Linked DNA regions of Mus musculus: all the other regions are linked to region 3. The links are chromatin contacts, called in public HiChIP or PLAC-seq, Micro-C and promoter capture Hi-C maps. All regions are on one chromosome and are shown on one strand. The core of a region is the stretch at or near the end of the contact, and the rest is flanking DNA. Distances in the headings are between cores, read along the strand shown.

Evidence for each region. Promoter capture Hi-C pulls out the DNA fragments that hold promoters and counts their contacts. Hi-C and Micro-C count contacts between places; a contact is called where the count stands out from the background. HiChIP or PLAC-seq counts read pairs in DNA pulled down with a chosen protein or histone mark.
Region 1: a contact with region 3 is called in a promoter capture Hi-C map of pre-B cells, with 2.6 times the contacts expected there. The contact joins the promoter of Srf here to the promoter of Vegfa in region 3. A contact is called at or near these places in 5 of 39 promoter capture datasets (the C10 cell line, cranial neural crest, hippocampal neurons and 2 more), 1 of 484 Hi-C or Micro-C datasets (the HL-1 cell line) and 3 of 115 datasets of contacts at active chromatin or transcription factors (cardiomyocytes, memory CD8 T cells and pancreatic cancer cells).
Region 2: a Micro-C map of embryonic stem cells shows a contact between it and region 3, with 5 times the contacts expected there. The contact joins the promoter of Spats1 here to the promoter of Vegfa in region 3. A contact is called at or near these places in 7 of 39 promoter capture datasets (the 3T3-L1 cell line, cranial neural crest, hippocampal neurons and 3 more), 3 of 484 Hi-C or Micro-C datasets (the HL-1 cell line and embryonic stem cells) and 3 of 115 datasets of contacts at active chromatin or transcription factors (bone marrow-derived macrophages, double positive thymocytes and pancreatic cancer cells).
Region 4: a contact with region 3 is called in an HNF4G HiChIP or PLAC-seq map of pancreatic cancer cells. The contact joins the promoter of Mea1 here to the promoter of Vegfa in region 3.

The regions. Positions count from the first base shown.
Region 1 is chr17:46,554,754-46,558,047 of GRCm38.p6, reverse strand. It overlaps Srf (serum response factor), which reads left to right and starts at 1,886. Exons shown (of 7, transcript NM_020493.2): 1 at 1,886-2,720. The coding sequence starts at 2,220.
Region 2 is chr17:45,473,428-45,476,634 of GRCm38.p6, reverse strand. Spats1 (spermatogenesis associated, serine-rich 1) reads left to right here and starts at 1,697. Exons shown (of 8, transcript NM_027649.3): 1 at 1,697-1,836. The coding sequence starts at 1,821.
Region 3 is chr17:46,030,573-46,033,945 of GRCm38.p6, reverse strand. It overlaps Vegfa (vascular endothelial growth factor A), which reads left to right and starts at 1,569. Exons shown (of 7, transcript NM_009505.4): 1 at 1,569-2,655. The coding sequence starts at 2,056.
Region 4 is chr17:46,679,356-46,682,944 of GRCm38.p6, reverse strand. It overlaps Mea1 (male enhanced antigen 1), which reads right to left and starts at 1,824. Exons shown (of 4, transcript NM_010787.2): 1 at 1,740-1,824; 2 at 1,048-1,328; 3 at 834-936; 4 at 1-226. The coding sequence starts at 1,317. The coding sequence ends at 75. It overlaps Klhdc3 (kelch domain containing 3), which reads left to right and starts at 2,015. Exons shown (of 12, transcript NM_027910.3): 1 at 2,015-2,243.

The sequences.
Region 1 (3,294 bases), core at 637-3,136, 520 kb before region 3:
CTTATTCGTTGCTAGCTAGTACAACAGAACGAACCAATCGCTTTCTCCTCACAACACTTAAAGGAAACCCATTTCATTAAACACACCAGGAAGTTTGTGACTTGCCACATGTAGCCCCAATTACCTAGCCACAGGCCACTGCTGTGGCTTCCTCTACTCTTTGCCCCCTTTAAATCTGGACTTAGAACTTGAGGGATGGGCACTGTCTCAGGGTGTCTACTGCTGGGACGAAACATCATGACCCAAGAGCAAGTTGGGGAGGAAAGGGTTTATTCAGCTTACATTTCCACATTGCTGTTCATCACGGAAGGAAGTCAGGATAAGAAACAAACAGGACAGCAACCTGGAGGCAGGAGCTGATGCAGAGGCCATGGAGGGGTGCTGCTTACTGGAAAGCTCATGGCTTGCTCAGCCTGCTTTCTTATAGAACCCAGGACTACCAGCTCAAGGATGGCACCACCCACAGTGGGCTGGGCCCTCCCCCATTTAGCACTAGTTGAGGAAATGCCCCACAGCTGGATCTCATGGAGGCATTTCCTCAACAGAGGCTCCTTCCTCTCTGATGACTCTAGCTGTGTCAAGTTGATGCCAAACCAGCAAACCAGCCAGTACAGGTACCAACACCAGAGAATGGACCAGGTCACTTGTTTGTGTGAAGATGTCAGATCACCTGGAATTGGAGTTAAAGATGGCTGTGAGCCACCATGTGGTTGCAGAGAATTGAACCCAGGACCTCTGGAAGAGCAGCCAGTGCTCTTAACTGCTGAGCCATCTCTTCAGCTCCCAATGTTTGTATACTTTTCTTTTTGATTGGTTTTGCTATATAGTCCTGGCTGGCTTGGCACTCACTATGTAGGTCGGGTTGGCTTTGAACTCCAGGCAATCCTCCTGTCTCAACCTCAGGAACAGCTAGAATTAAATGTGTATATCACACCGTCCGGCCAGATTTAAATAGTTTCAGTAACATAGAAGTGCAAGATATTTTCTCTAGCTTGGAGCAAAGATTCAGACTCTCAGACCCTTAACCTGGGCTTTGTAACACCCACGTTTTAACCTTTCTATCTTTTTATTTTTTAATACTCCTGTGGACCTGTAATGTCGATCACTCTCTTGCTTAAATTTTCTATCCCACTGTACTTTCAGGCCTGTGCTTTAGCCTCGAGACCACCCCCCACCCCCCTTTTAGCACAGCCGGCAGCTGGAAGTCTTCACTGATCTCTCACTTTCCGCCCTGCCCCCATCATGGATGGGAGGATGTCTCTGTGCCTCCTCCAGATGTGTGTCTGCCAAAGATACCCCTCCACCCCCAGTGTAGAGGATGATGAACGATGTGACCTCGCAGCCAGACTTGTGGGAAAGTGTTGATCCTTTGAAAAGAGAGGGAAAGGCAAGAGTGCGCGACAGAGCCGCTGGGCTAGCGGAGTCGAAAGACTCAGGAAGTGGTGGGAGAAGCGCTCCAATCTATCCCTGCCCTCTTTCGCTGGAATTAGGAAGTCTTCCTCTTTATTTGTTTCAAACCCCATCCATTCAGGGGTTCCCTCTTCTGCCCTGCAGTCCTCTCCCAGGCTTCCTTCCTCTAGGATAGTTTCAACACTCCACTACTCTCCAACCCAGGGGGGCGGAACTGGTTCGGCTCCACTGTTCCTTTAAGGAGTTGGCTCCTCCCTCCCACGGAATCGCGGTCTGACGCGGGGATGACAGCAGCGAGTTCGGTATGTCTATGCAAATAAGTGTCCCCTTCGGGCCAATGGGGAGCCTAGGTGCCGGAAGCGCGGACCAATGGGGCGGGGGCGCTGGGGCTCGCCATATAAGGAGCGGCCTCGCCATAAAAGGAAACATTGTATCTCTTTATATGGGGGGGGGAAGGGTTGGGGGATACCTCCGCAGCCAGCGCGTGGTCCCGGCCCCCTCCACCCGCGGTCTCGGCCGCGGCCAGCAGCCCCTGCCCCGCGGGGGACGCTGACGGCCGCAGGGCGCGCCTCCCCGGCACACGGACAGGGGGCGCTGCGCGCGGCCTGGGGCAACCCCGGCCATAGGGGCAGGAAAGTGAGGGCCCAGGTCGGCCCGGGCGTGCAGGGGCCCCGGGCTCGCAGCGGCGGCCGCGGCAGCAAGAGCGGCTTTAGTAACAGCGCGAGTGCCGGGTGGAACCGAGAAGCCGATGGCGGCAGCTGCCCCGATTCCTCGCTGACTTGCCCGTCAGCCCTCCTGCACTGAGCGCCATGTTACCGAGCCAAGCTGGGGCCGCGGCGGCTCTGGGCCGGGGCTCGGCCCTGGGGGGCAACCTGAACCGGACCCCGACGGGGCGGCCGGGCGGCGGCGGCGGGACTCGCGGGGCGAACGGGGGCCGGGTCCCCGGGAACGGCGCGGGGCTCGGCCAGAGTCGTCTGGAGCGGGAGGCTGCAGCGGCAGCGGCGCCCACCGCCGGGGCCCTCTACAGCGGCAGCGAGGGCGACTCCGAGTCCGGCGAGGAGGAGGAGCTGGGCGCCGAGCGGCGCGGCCTCAAGCGGAGCCTGAGCGAGATGGAGCTCGGCGTGGTGGTCGGTGGGCCTGAGGCGGCGGCGGCGGCCGCCGGGGGCTACGGGCCGGTGAGCGGCGCGGTGAGCGGGGCCAAGCCGGGGAAGAAGACCCGGGGCCGCGTGAAGATCAAGATGGAGTTCATCGACAACAAGCTGCGGCGCTACACGACCTTCAGCAAGAGGAAGACGGGCATCATGAAGAAGGTACCGGAGCCGGAGGTTGGCGCGCCCCGGGGGGAACCGGAGGGTGGGTGCGCTCTAAGGTAGCCCCGGAGCGAGACAGAGCCGAGGCGGAGGTGAGAGGCGGGCTAGTCCGCAGGAGGTGTGTGGGAGGGGATGGTTGTACCCTGGCCTGGCGAAAGGGGAGGGGCCGCCGGGGAAATATGGGGAGAGGGGAGATGCTGCGAACGTCCGGAATCCTGGGCGAAGGCGCCGAGGTGGGAGTGACCAGCGCGCGGGAGACAGAGGGTCCTGGAGGAGTGCAGGATAACCAGACGCCGGGATCCGCAGATCCTCTGTGTCCTGGTGTGCGCGAAGGGCGGTGGGAAAGGGAGCAGAAGGTTTGGAGATGAGGAGGCAGGAGTTGGATGACAGCTGCAGCGAGAGAGCTTGAGTGGGAGGAAAGGTGGGCATCGCTCGAGTTGTACGGGCTTTGAAGGACAGGCAGGGTTAGGAACCAGGTGAGGAAGCTAGGCGGGAGAAACTGCTGCTGCCTTGAGGAACAGCGAGCTGGGACCAAGTCCCGCCCTGCCCATGTGTCTTCCGTTGCTTTCTGTGG
Region 2 (3,207 bases), core at 448-2,947, 560 kb after region 3:
GACCCTGACTCAATAAAATAAAAGTCAAGCCACTCTGGCCCCAATGTCTTAGCTTTTTATAAAGGAAAAAAAATCACATTAAAAGGGATGCTTACAACAGGATTTATCACTATATAAAGGCACTTCAGCTGCAATTAACAGCACTTTAACAATGCTTTGCTCCTGCCCCAGAGAGAGATGGTGTCTTCTAATCTGTCAGTGCCTTTAACCTGTTGCAGTCCCTGATAGGAATACTACTATTTTACAATTAAAATTAATCCTGTGAAACTGACAATATTCAGCTGTTTGATCCCACCAGTGGCCATTCTGACATTACCACCTTCTCATTTTCTTTCTTCCTGAGACAGTTTCTGTGTATAGTTCTGGCTGTCCTAGAACTCGCTCTGTAGATCAGGCTGGCCTTAAACTCACAGAGACCCACCTGCCTTTGCCTCCAGAGTGCTGGGATTAAAAGTGTGTGCCACCACTGTCCAGCTCTGGCTTCTTTTTTATAACCCCAGTGGCCGTCTCCTATTGGATGACTCCTCAGTTAGGGCGTGGCCTGGAGAGGATCTACTCCGTCTAAGCAATATTTGGCTAGCTCAGTTTCAAGATTTCTATACTCCTTCTGTTGTTTCTTTTGCAATCAATGCAATTACTAACAACAGAACCACTCTGTGGAGAGGGTTCAGTGGGTAACGTGCTTTCTGCACAAGCCGAGGACCTGAGTTCAAACCCCAGGACCTACTAAAAGCCATATGGCACATCTATAAGCTGGTGGGACAGAGATAGGTAGTTCCCTGGGACTCCTTGCTGTAACAGTGAACTCCGGGTTCAGCAAGAACCTTATTTCAAAAATGTAAGGCAGAGAGCAACGGAGGAAGACACCTGACATATACAAATGCATGGGCAAGTGAGTCCCTGATACATGTGCACGCACATGCATACAGCACACAAGTAAATATGAATAATTATATTAATTACTCTCTCTCTTTTCCTCCTCCTCCTCCTCCTTCTTTTTTTGTTTTTTTTTTTTTTTTTGAGACAGGGTTTCTCTGTGTAGCCCTGGCTGTCCTGGAACTCACTCTGTAGACCAGGCTGGCCTCAAACTCAGAAATCTGCCTGCCTCAGCCAGCCTCCCAAGTGCTGGGATTAAAGGCGTGTGCCACCACTGCCCAGCCCCCAAACCAGGTCTCAATATAAATTTAGAGACTAAGCTTGGGATGGGGGGCGTTTCTATGTGAGATTTATTAGGGAAAGGGTTAGAAAGATAAATTTCAGTCTATACCATGGAGAGAAAGATAGCTTTGTAAGGGTGGAACTTGGGAGTGAATCTGTTTTCTGGATGACCTTGAACGAGCCTTTGTTCAAAGTCAGTTTTCTATTTTGAAAAACGCAGCTGGCTGCTGAGGCAAGACAGCATCCAGCAGGGCGCCTGGCCCAGAAAAAGGAGCGGTAAGTGGTGGGTGAATCCTGTCTAATCAGGATGCCAATTCTACACCGACATCTGCAAGCTCTGTAGAGGGTGCACCGCACACGGCCACCCGAGGTGACAGAAGTAGCAATGACAGTTGTTGGAAAAGAGCCGCAAACTAAAACAAAATCCTGAGGTTCTGCAGCTCTGAGGTCTGAGACCTCCATCCTCAACCCAGGCCGGAGCGCCGGGTGCAGGAAGATAGGTGCGTCAAGAGTAGCGCGCCAGCTCGCGGGAAGTGGCGCGTTGTCCTGGCAACCCTGGACCGAGCCTTGCAGGCGGTGGTAGACGCCCTTGCTTTCGCTTTGCATCCTGGTATTTGGCAGTTCCGCTGCCAGTTGGTGCGTTGATCTGGGCCACATCCTCCATGGAGTCTTCCAAGGGTAGATGAAGGGCTTCCCCCAGGGAAGTAGGGTGGGACTCAGAGGTGGAAAGGAGACCCAAGGACGGGGCGGGGCGAGTACTTTCGGGAGCCCTGAGTCAGGAGGAGGAGGAGTGGGCAGGACATTCAAACCCGTGAACACCGCTAGGAGGTCCAGTGAGATTTAGGTTTTTCCCTTGCGCTGCCTCTTGAATTTCAATGACTTATGGGGTCTGTTGGTTTTGAATGATAGCCTTTCTAACAAGCACCTTTTGGGTCCGATTGCTTTTCACTGTGTGAACTGGTGAGCCCATGAATACTGGATATGGCAATCCCGTCCGCCAACTTCCCTCTGTCTCAAGAGCGGCCTGTACTAGAGAGCGGCAGAAGGTTCCAGAGAAAAGCGACTTGGGCATGACTAAGGTGGAAAAGAAATACAATTGAGTTCTGGGAAATCAAAAGGTTGGATGGGTGTATAAGCTTATGGAGAGAAAAGGTTTATTGGACTCATAGCTTTATAGGTTTTTTTTTTTTTTTTTTTTTTAAAGACTAAGCACTGCTACCTCATATGTAGCCCAGAGTAGCCCGGAATTCTCCATCTTTTGCTTCACAGGCCCCCGACATTCCAGGTGTGGCTCATGGTCAAGGTCCTGTTGCTTTGGCCCTCTGGTGGCATATCATAGTGGCAATCATCAAAGCGTCTCCCTCTTAGTCAAGAAATAATGACGAGTAAAAGGGATGGCTGTGGTCCCACTCTTTCACTCAGAGGCACCCCAACGACCCAAGACTTCTTATTTTTTTAAAGTTGTCTTTATTTTATTTATGTATGTTTTGCCTGCCTGTTTGTATGTATGTATACTGAGTTTGCGTCTGGTGCCTGCAGAAGGTAGAAGAGGGCGTTGGATACCCGGGAACTGGAGTTATGGATGGCTGTGAACCACCACGTGGTGCTGGGGATAGAAGTCCCGCCCCCCCCTGCAAGAGCATCAAGGGTTCTAACTCTCTCCACCTCCATGCCCTCTGACTTTTAAAACAGTCCCATCATCCCAACAGTATGACAGACTGGGAGCTAAATCTTTAAAACATGGGTTTTTGGAGAGCATTGCAGATCCAAGCTAAGGCAGATAGTTAGGGGCTACACACAATGAGCTCATGTCTACATTTGAGATCTGATCAGTCAGAGACTTCCATCAAAAAGAGGAGCTAAGCTGGCGCTTGCACACGTGCAGTGCTTGTGCAGGACAGGCAGGCACGAGGATCGCAGTGTTCAAGGTCATTCTCATGGTATACAGCAACTTTGAGGCCAGTCTCGCCTGCGTGAGACCCTGTCCCAACAACAAGACAAGGCAGAGATCTGACTGTGTGGTTGCCTGGAGCTTCTAACAGCAGGGAA
Region 3 (3,373 bases), core at 320-2,819:
AGATTGTTGAGTTCTCTTTCTCAGAAGTCCAGCAGATCTGGGTGAGGGCTGGGACTGGTTGGTCCCTCTCTTCCCACAGGTATCGGAGCCCCCTCTTGTTCCCAGGGGAGCCTAGGAGCAGCTGGGCCAAAGCCCAACCAGGAATTTTTCCAGGCTGGTTCCTATATCCAAGGGTGGGTTAGAGGTGGGGGTTTTGGAGAGCTCTTAAGGAAGACACTGAGGACATGGAGAAGGGGACTTAGTAGAAAGAGAGGGGACAGAGCCACACGGGCTAAGTGTGCAAGCATAGAGAAATAGCCAAGGGTTTTAGGGAGAATGGGAGGACAGAGTACACCCCTGAATTCTGTTTAGAAGATGAACCGTAAGCCTAGGCTAGAACTGAGGGAGCCTCTACTCCCACCCTTCCGAGGGTTGGCGGCAGCGCTGGGCAGCTGGCCTACCTACCTTTCTGAATGCTAGGGTAGGTTTGAATCACCATGCCGGCCTGGCCCGCTTCTGCCCCCATTGGCACCCTGGCTTCAGTTCCCTGGCAACATCTCTGTGTGTGTGTGTGTGTGTGTGTGAGAGAGAGAGATCAGGAGGAACAAGGGCCTCTGTCTGCCCAGCTGTCTCTCCTTCAGGGCTCTGCCAGACTACACAGTGCATACGTGGGTTTCCACAGGTCGTCTCACTCCCCGCCACTGACTAACTCCAGAACTCCACTTCCCGTTCTCAGTGCCACAAATTTGGTGCCAAATTCTCTCCAGAGAAGCCTCTCTGGAAACTTCCCAGAGGATCCCATTCACCCCAGGGCCCTAGCTCCTGATGACTGCAGATCAGACAAGGGCTCAGATAAGCATACTCCCCCCCCCCCGTAACCCCCTCCCCACATATAAACCTAGAGTTATGCTTCCGAGGTCAAACACGCAACTTTTTGGGTGTGTGTGTATGTCAGAAACACGCAATTATTTGGGAGCTCAAAGTCTGCCGCACTCAAGAATCAACTCTCACCCCCTTTCCAAGACCCGTGCCATTTGAGCAAGAGTTGGGGTGTGCATAATGTAGTCACTAGGGGGCGCTCGGCCATCACGGGGAGATCGTGAACTTGGGCGAGCCGAGTCTGCGTGAGGGAGGACGCGTGTGTCAATGTGAGTGCGTGCATGCATGTGTGTGTGTGTGTAGTGTGTTTGTGAGGTGGGGGAGAAAGCCAGGGGTCACTCTAGTTGTCCCTATCCTCATACGTCCCTGCCAGCTCTCCGCCTTCCAACCCCTACTTTCTCCTATATTCCTGGGAAAGGGAATTGTTCTTAGACCCTGTCCGCATATAACCTCACTCTCCTGTCTCCCCTGATTCCCAATACTCTGGGATTCCCAGTGTGTTCCTGAGCCCAGTTTGAAGGGGTGCACAGATAATTTTGAGGCCGTGGACCCTGGTAAGGGGTTTAGCTTTCCATTTCGCGGTAGTGGCCTAGGGGCTCCCCGAAAGGCGGTGCCTGGCTCCACCAGACCGCTCCCCGGGGCGGGTCTGGGCGGGGCTTGGGGGTGGAGCTAGATTTCCTCTTTTTCTTCCACCGCTGTTACCGGTGAGAAGCGCAGAGGCTTGGGGCAGCCGAGCTGCAGCGAGGCCGCGGCACTGGGGGCGAGCTGAGCGGCGGCAGCGGAGCTCTGTCGCGAGACGCAGCGACAAGGCAGACTATTCAGCGGACTCACCAGCCCGGGAGTCTGTGCTCTGGGATTTGATATTCAAACCTCTTAATTTTTTTTTCTTAAACTGTATTGTTTTACGCTTTAATTTATTTTTGCTTCCTATTCCCCTCTTAAATCGTGCCAACGGTTTGAGGAGGTTGGTTCTTCACTCCCTCAAATCACTTCGGATTGTGGAAATCAGCAGACGAAAGAGGTATCAAGAGCTCCAGAGAGAAGTCAAGGAAGAGAGAGAGAGACCGGTCAGAGAGAGCGCGCTGGCGAGCGAACAGAGAGAGGGACAGGGGCAAAGTGACTGACCTGCTTTTGGGGGTGACCGCCAGAGCGCGGCGTGAGCCCTCCCCCTTGGGATCTTGCATCGGACCAGTCGCGCTGACGGACAGACAGACAGACACCGCCCCCAGCCCCAGCGCCCACCTCCTCGCCGGCGGGCTGCCGACGGTGGACGCGGCGGCGAGCCGCGAGGAACCGAAGCCCGCGCCCGGAGGCGGGGTGGAGGGGGTCGGGGCTCGCGGGATTGCACGGAAACTTTTCGTCCAACTTCTGGGCTCTTCTCGCTCCGTAGTAGCCGTGGTCTGCGCCGCAGGAGACAAACCGATCGGAGCTGGGAGAAGTGCTAGCTCGGGCCTGGAGAAGCCGGGGCCCGAGAAGAGAGGGGAGGAAGAGAAGGAAGAGGAGAGGGGGCCGCAGTGGGCGCTCGGCTCTCAGGAGCCGAGCTCATGGACGGGTGAGGCGGCCGTGTGCGCAGACAGTGCTCCAGCCGCGCGCGCGCCCCAGGCCCCGGCCCGGGCCTCGGTTCCAGAAGGGAGAGGAGCCCGCCAAGGCGCGCAAGAGAGCGGGCTGCCTCGCAGTCCGAGCCGGAGAGGGAGCGCGAGCCGCGCCGGCCCCGGACGGGCCTCCGAAACCATGAACTTTCTGCTCTCTTGGGTGCACTGGACCCTGGCTTTACTGCTGTACCTCCACCATGCCAAGGTAAGCGGTCGTGCCCGTCTGCTGTCGCCGGGCCGTGGCGAGCGCCTCTCCCGCTTGGGGACGTGCGTGCGTGCGAGCGCGCGCGTGGGGGGCTTCGTGCCCCACGCGGGTCCTTGGGCACCGGGCGCGAGGCGTCCCCCTCTGTCGTCGTACGTGGAGGGGGAGGGGGTGCGCGCTAGGTGGGAGGGCGCCAGGATCGTCTCGCCGCCCACGCGGGCCCTGCCCACCCACCAGAGTCACCGCACGTACGATCTGGGCCGAGCAGCGGAGGGCGGGAGCCAGAGGAGGAGGCTGAGGGGGCTGGGCTTGTGCCGAGGCTGGCGGCAGAAGTTTGCTCCGGGTCGCGGGTCCCCGGAGAACTGGAAGTCCGGGCAAAGGGGGCGGGAGTCCGGAGCCCAGCGGGCATGCCTGGGGGTGCTCGGACCTTGGACCCGGGGAGGGCAGAGATCGTGGAGGGGGCAGGGCGCGGGCGACCGAGGGGGCTTTGCTGTCACTGCCGTTTGGGTCTCTGAGGCCCTTGCAGTGAGTTTGGGGAAAGTTTTAGGATGGATTGCTGCGGGGACCCTCTCCCACCGCTCTAGCTTGTTGGGCCACCTGCACCGCGCCACCCCCTCCCGTCCCCGCTCGCGTCCCGCGCGGTGCCCGCCCTCCCCCGCCTGGCCGGGCGCGCGCGGCGCAGAGCCGATTACATCAGCCCGGGCCTGGCCGGCCTCGTGTT
Region 4 (3,589 bases), core at 575-3,074, 650 kb before region 3:
GTTAAGACCAGAGTTGTTAGTCCTGTGCTGGTCCTGACTTGGAATGTAGGGAGGTAAGGCAGCTCGCTCTCTGGTCACTTCCAGGCAGGGGATGCCTGCCGGGCTTGGAGGGCTTTCTGTACCACATCTTCCCACTGAGCGTCCGAGATCTCCCGAGCCCAGGCAGGAACCCCTGGTGCAGGCAGGCTTACTCCAGCCATCGTCCTTTTCACCAGCTCTACATGTTCTGAAAGCACAGCCAGACTGGTTAGGGAATAAAGAACGGGACCAGCAGCCGGGCGTGGTGGCGCACGCCTTTAATCCCAGCACTCGGGAGGCAGAGGCAGGCGGATTTCTGAGTTCGAGGCCAGCCTGGTCTACAAAGTGAGCTCCAGGACAGCCAGGGCTATACAGAGAAACCCTGTCTCGAAAACCCAAAAAAAAAAAAAAAAAAAAAAAAAAGAACGGGACCAGCTCCTCTCTCCCTAGTGCCTCAGTCAGCCCAAGACCCCCAACACATCATCACGCCCTCATTATTGCCAGGTCTGCCCATTCCCAAGTCTAGTGAGACAGCATTTCACTTAGATTCTGAAGTCCACAAAATCTCAGGTAACGAAATTTTTAGGAATAAAGTGATCTTGTTTGGGGGTGAGGGGGAGAATGGGGGGCATTGTATTCGGTTTTTCTCTGTGCAGCCCTGACTCTCCTGGAATTTGCTCTGTAGACCAGGAGACCACCAGCCTGCCTCTGCCTCATGAGCGCTGGGATTAAAGGTGTGCACCACCATGCCCAGTTCTTACTAGTTTTTGGTAATTATTTCTAAATGAAGGAATGAGCTTTGGTTGTTTTTGTACCTGGGTCCATGGGGATAGAGCTGTGGCTGCTCAATGCGGCGGCTCCCTCCTCATCTTCATCCTCACTCTCCAATGGAGGGTCTGGCAGATGAAGCCCCAGGGCCTGCAGAACCAGAGAAGATAATTTGTTAGGCGCCCCTCCCCCTGCCATTATGATAAACAGCTGTTGGTACATTCCATCTCATCTGCTTAGTAACAGCATCCTCCACCATACCTGGATCCGATCTTGGATGTCAGCAGCTCCATCTTCTCCTTCACCCACTGGTGCCAATTCCACCTCTTCTTGTTCAGGGTCTTGATTGAGGGGCTGGTACGAGTAGCCTGCTGGGCCTGCTCCTGTTTCCTCCTGCTCTTCCTCGGGTTCTTCACTGCTCCAATCCCCAGTTCCTTCTGTAGGACCCTGATGTGGCCCTAAGTCCTCAGTCTGATTGGGGAAGATACGCTCAGGGCCCATGGTGTCTCCCCCTAGAACTACTGCTGCCATCCGGGCAGGGGCTGCAGGGACAGAAAGGCGGGATAGGGATGGGATGAAACCAGGTCTCCTTTCACGTTCAGCCACCCACTTCCCTCTCGCATGGAACTTGCATCTTCCTCCCGTCTCTCCTGCCTCCCTGTCTCAAGTTTGGGTTCTCATATTGAGCTGGAGCACACACGTCTTTAACTCGCCCGATTCCTAAATGAACCGACCACCGGAGGGTTTCACCTCTTCCTAAAAGCCTCTTCCCAGAACCTCGCCCCTCTCACCACGCCCCTCCTCTGGAGGTAACTGCTGGTCGCCAGGCTACCCACCATAGCGCGTCCCCGCCCCTCATTCCCTCTATTCCGGGGGAGTGTAGTACCGCCTGGCAAAAACCCCTTCAGGCCCAGGGTCTCCCCTTCAATGGCCCCAGCTACAGAGTCCCCTACCCGCCCCACTGATTCTCGGCGTTGGTATTTCCTCGCGCCTCACCCTCTCAGAGCCCACAGCCGGACCCGCACCTTCACTTCCGGCGGGGCAGGACATGCTGGGGCTCTTAGTCCTCCAGCCCCGCCCCGTGCCCGAGACTGACGCAAGCGAGGACAAGTCCGCCTCTTGCCCCGCCTCCGCCATCCCCTGCCCGGACCACAAAGAACTACATTACCCAGTGACCCTCAGGCGTGCGACGTGAACTGGTGTTCTGCGCATGCGCACAAACCGGCCCCGCCCACCCGCTCCCCATCTTTCGGCCCTGGGGTAATTCGTGGACTACAAGTCCCTGAAGCTGTCGGGCCGGCAATTCTCACTGCACGTGCGCGTCCCGCTGCCCGCCGGAAGGACGAAGTCTGGCAGTGTTTATCTCGTTGGGGACCGAGGAATCGGTTGGCGGGCAACGGGTTCTAGGCTGCTGGCAGCGCGAGGACCCGCGGCCCCACCCCGGCCCGGCCTGGCAGGTAGCCTGGGATGGGTTGGGGGGATGAGGAAAATTGAAGGGACAGGCGACGCCCATTGCCTACGGCTGGGGCCGCGCGGGAGGGGCTGAGAAGGCTGAGCTGGGGGTGGGGAGGGAGCTAGGGGGATGCTGGGAAAGAGGAGTGTTAATGGTCCGCGAAAGGGTTAGGGGAAAATGGCCTGGAGACGGGTGGGAGAGACCTGGTGGCTGGAGGAAGCGCTGAGAGAAGTGGACGAGTGGGTTCCGAAGAGAATCAGGAAGCTGAGCATAATGGCAGGGGGAGGGGGCAGTGTGGCGTCGTGGGGGAGGGGCGGCTGAGAAAGGTGGACTACAACCGGAGACCAGTCTCATTCACAGAGCGGTATGGTTGGCAGGGGATAAGAATGGCTTGCTTCCCTTCGTGAACTTAGACGAGTTAGAGGGCTCTGGTGTGGACCTTGAAGTGGTGGGAGGAGGAACTGCAAGGCTCTCGGGAAATTAAGAAGGGAAGGGGCGCGAGCAGGGAGGGGAAGCCGACCTCAGGGGCTGGGATGTTGAAAATGGCCTATTGGTGGGAAATGCTGGAGACCCAGAGATAACGTATAACCTCCTGCCTCCGAGTTCTCCTTAGGAAGATGGAGTCTTCCTCCGTCTGCCACTGGGATTGTAGTCTTATCTTTGTGCATTTTCGTTTTATCTGGACTTACTTTCAAAGGAGAGTAAAAGATATGAAGGAGGTTGATAGGCTCTCCACCACCACGTTCTTTCCTTTCTTTCTCTATTTTTTGTTTGTTTTTTTTTTTTGAGACAGGTTCTTGTAGCTCTGGCTAATTTGGGACTTACTGTGTAGACCCAGGTGGCTGACCTTAATTACACAGACATCCCCCTGCCTCCATGCCCCAGCACGAGTGCCTTGGACTTGGATTCTTAAGCTTTCAGTCCTCTTTCTCTGATAAGCAAAAATTGAAGAGCCTGAGTAATGAAGGAACAGTTTAACTTTTGGCTGCTGCTGTTTCACATTGAGAGAGATGGCTACTTAAAGTATACAGTGAAAGGTTGTGGGGGCAGTTGATTCATGAAAGCTGCGTCTGTCCCCTTGAAGGGAACCTCCTTTGCTTGAGGTGCACCCACCCCACCCCCGAGGTTTTTCCTCCCTGCCAAGGATTTTTGAACAGGAAGTGAATGATCACCCAAACCCAGCAGATGTCTCCTGGCAAAGGCATCGCTAGTTGCAAAAAGATTTGCCTGAAAGAGCTCTCAGATATACCTGTTATCACTAGGCTGGCCGGCTGTCTTTACAAAGCCGTGGCCCCTCTCATCTTTGGGGCTTTCTCTTGTCCTGCCCAAAGGTATTTTTGCTTTCTTTCC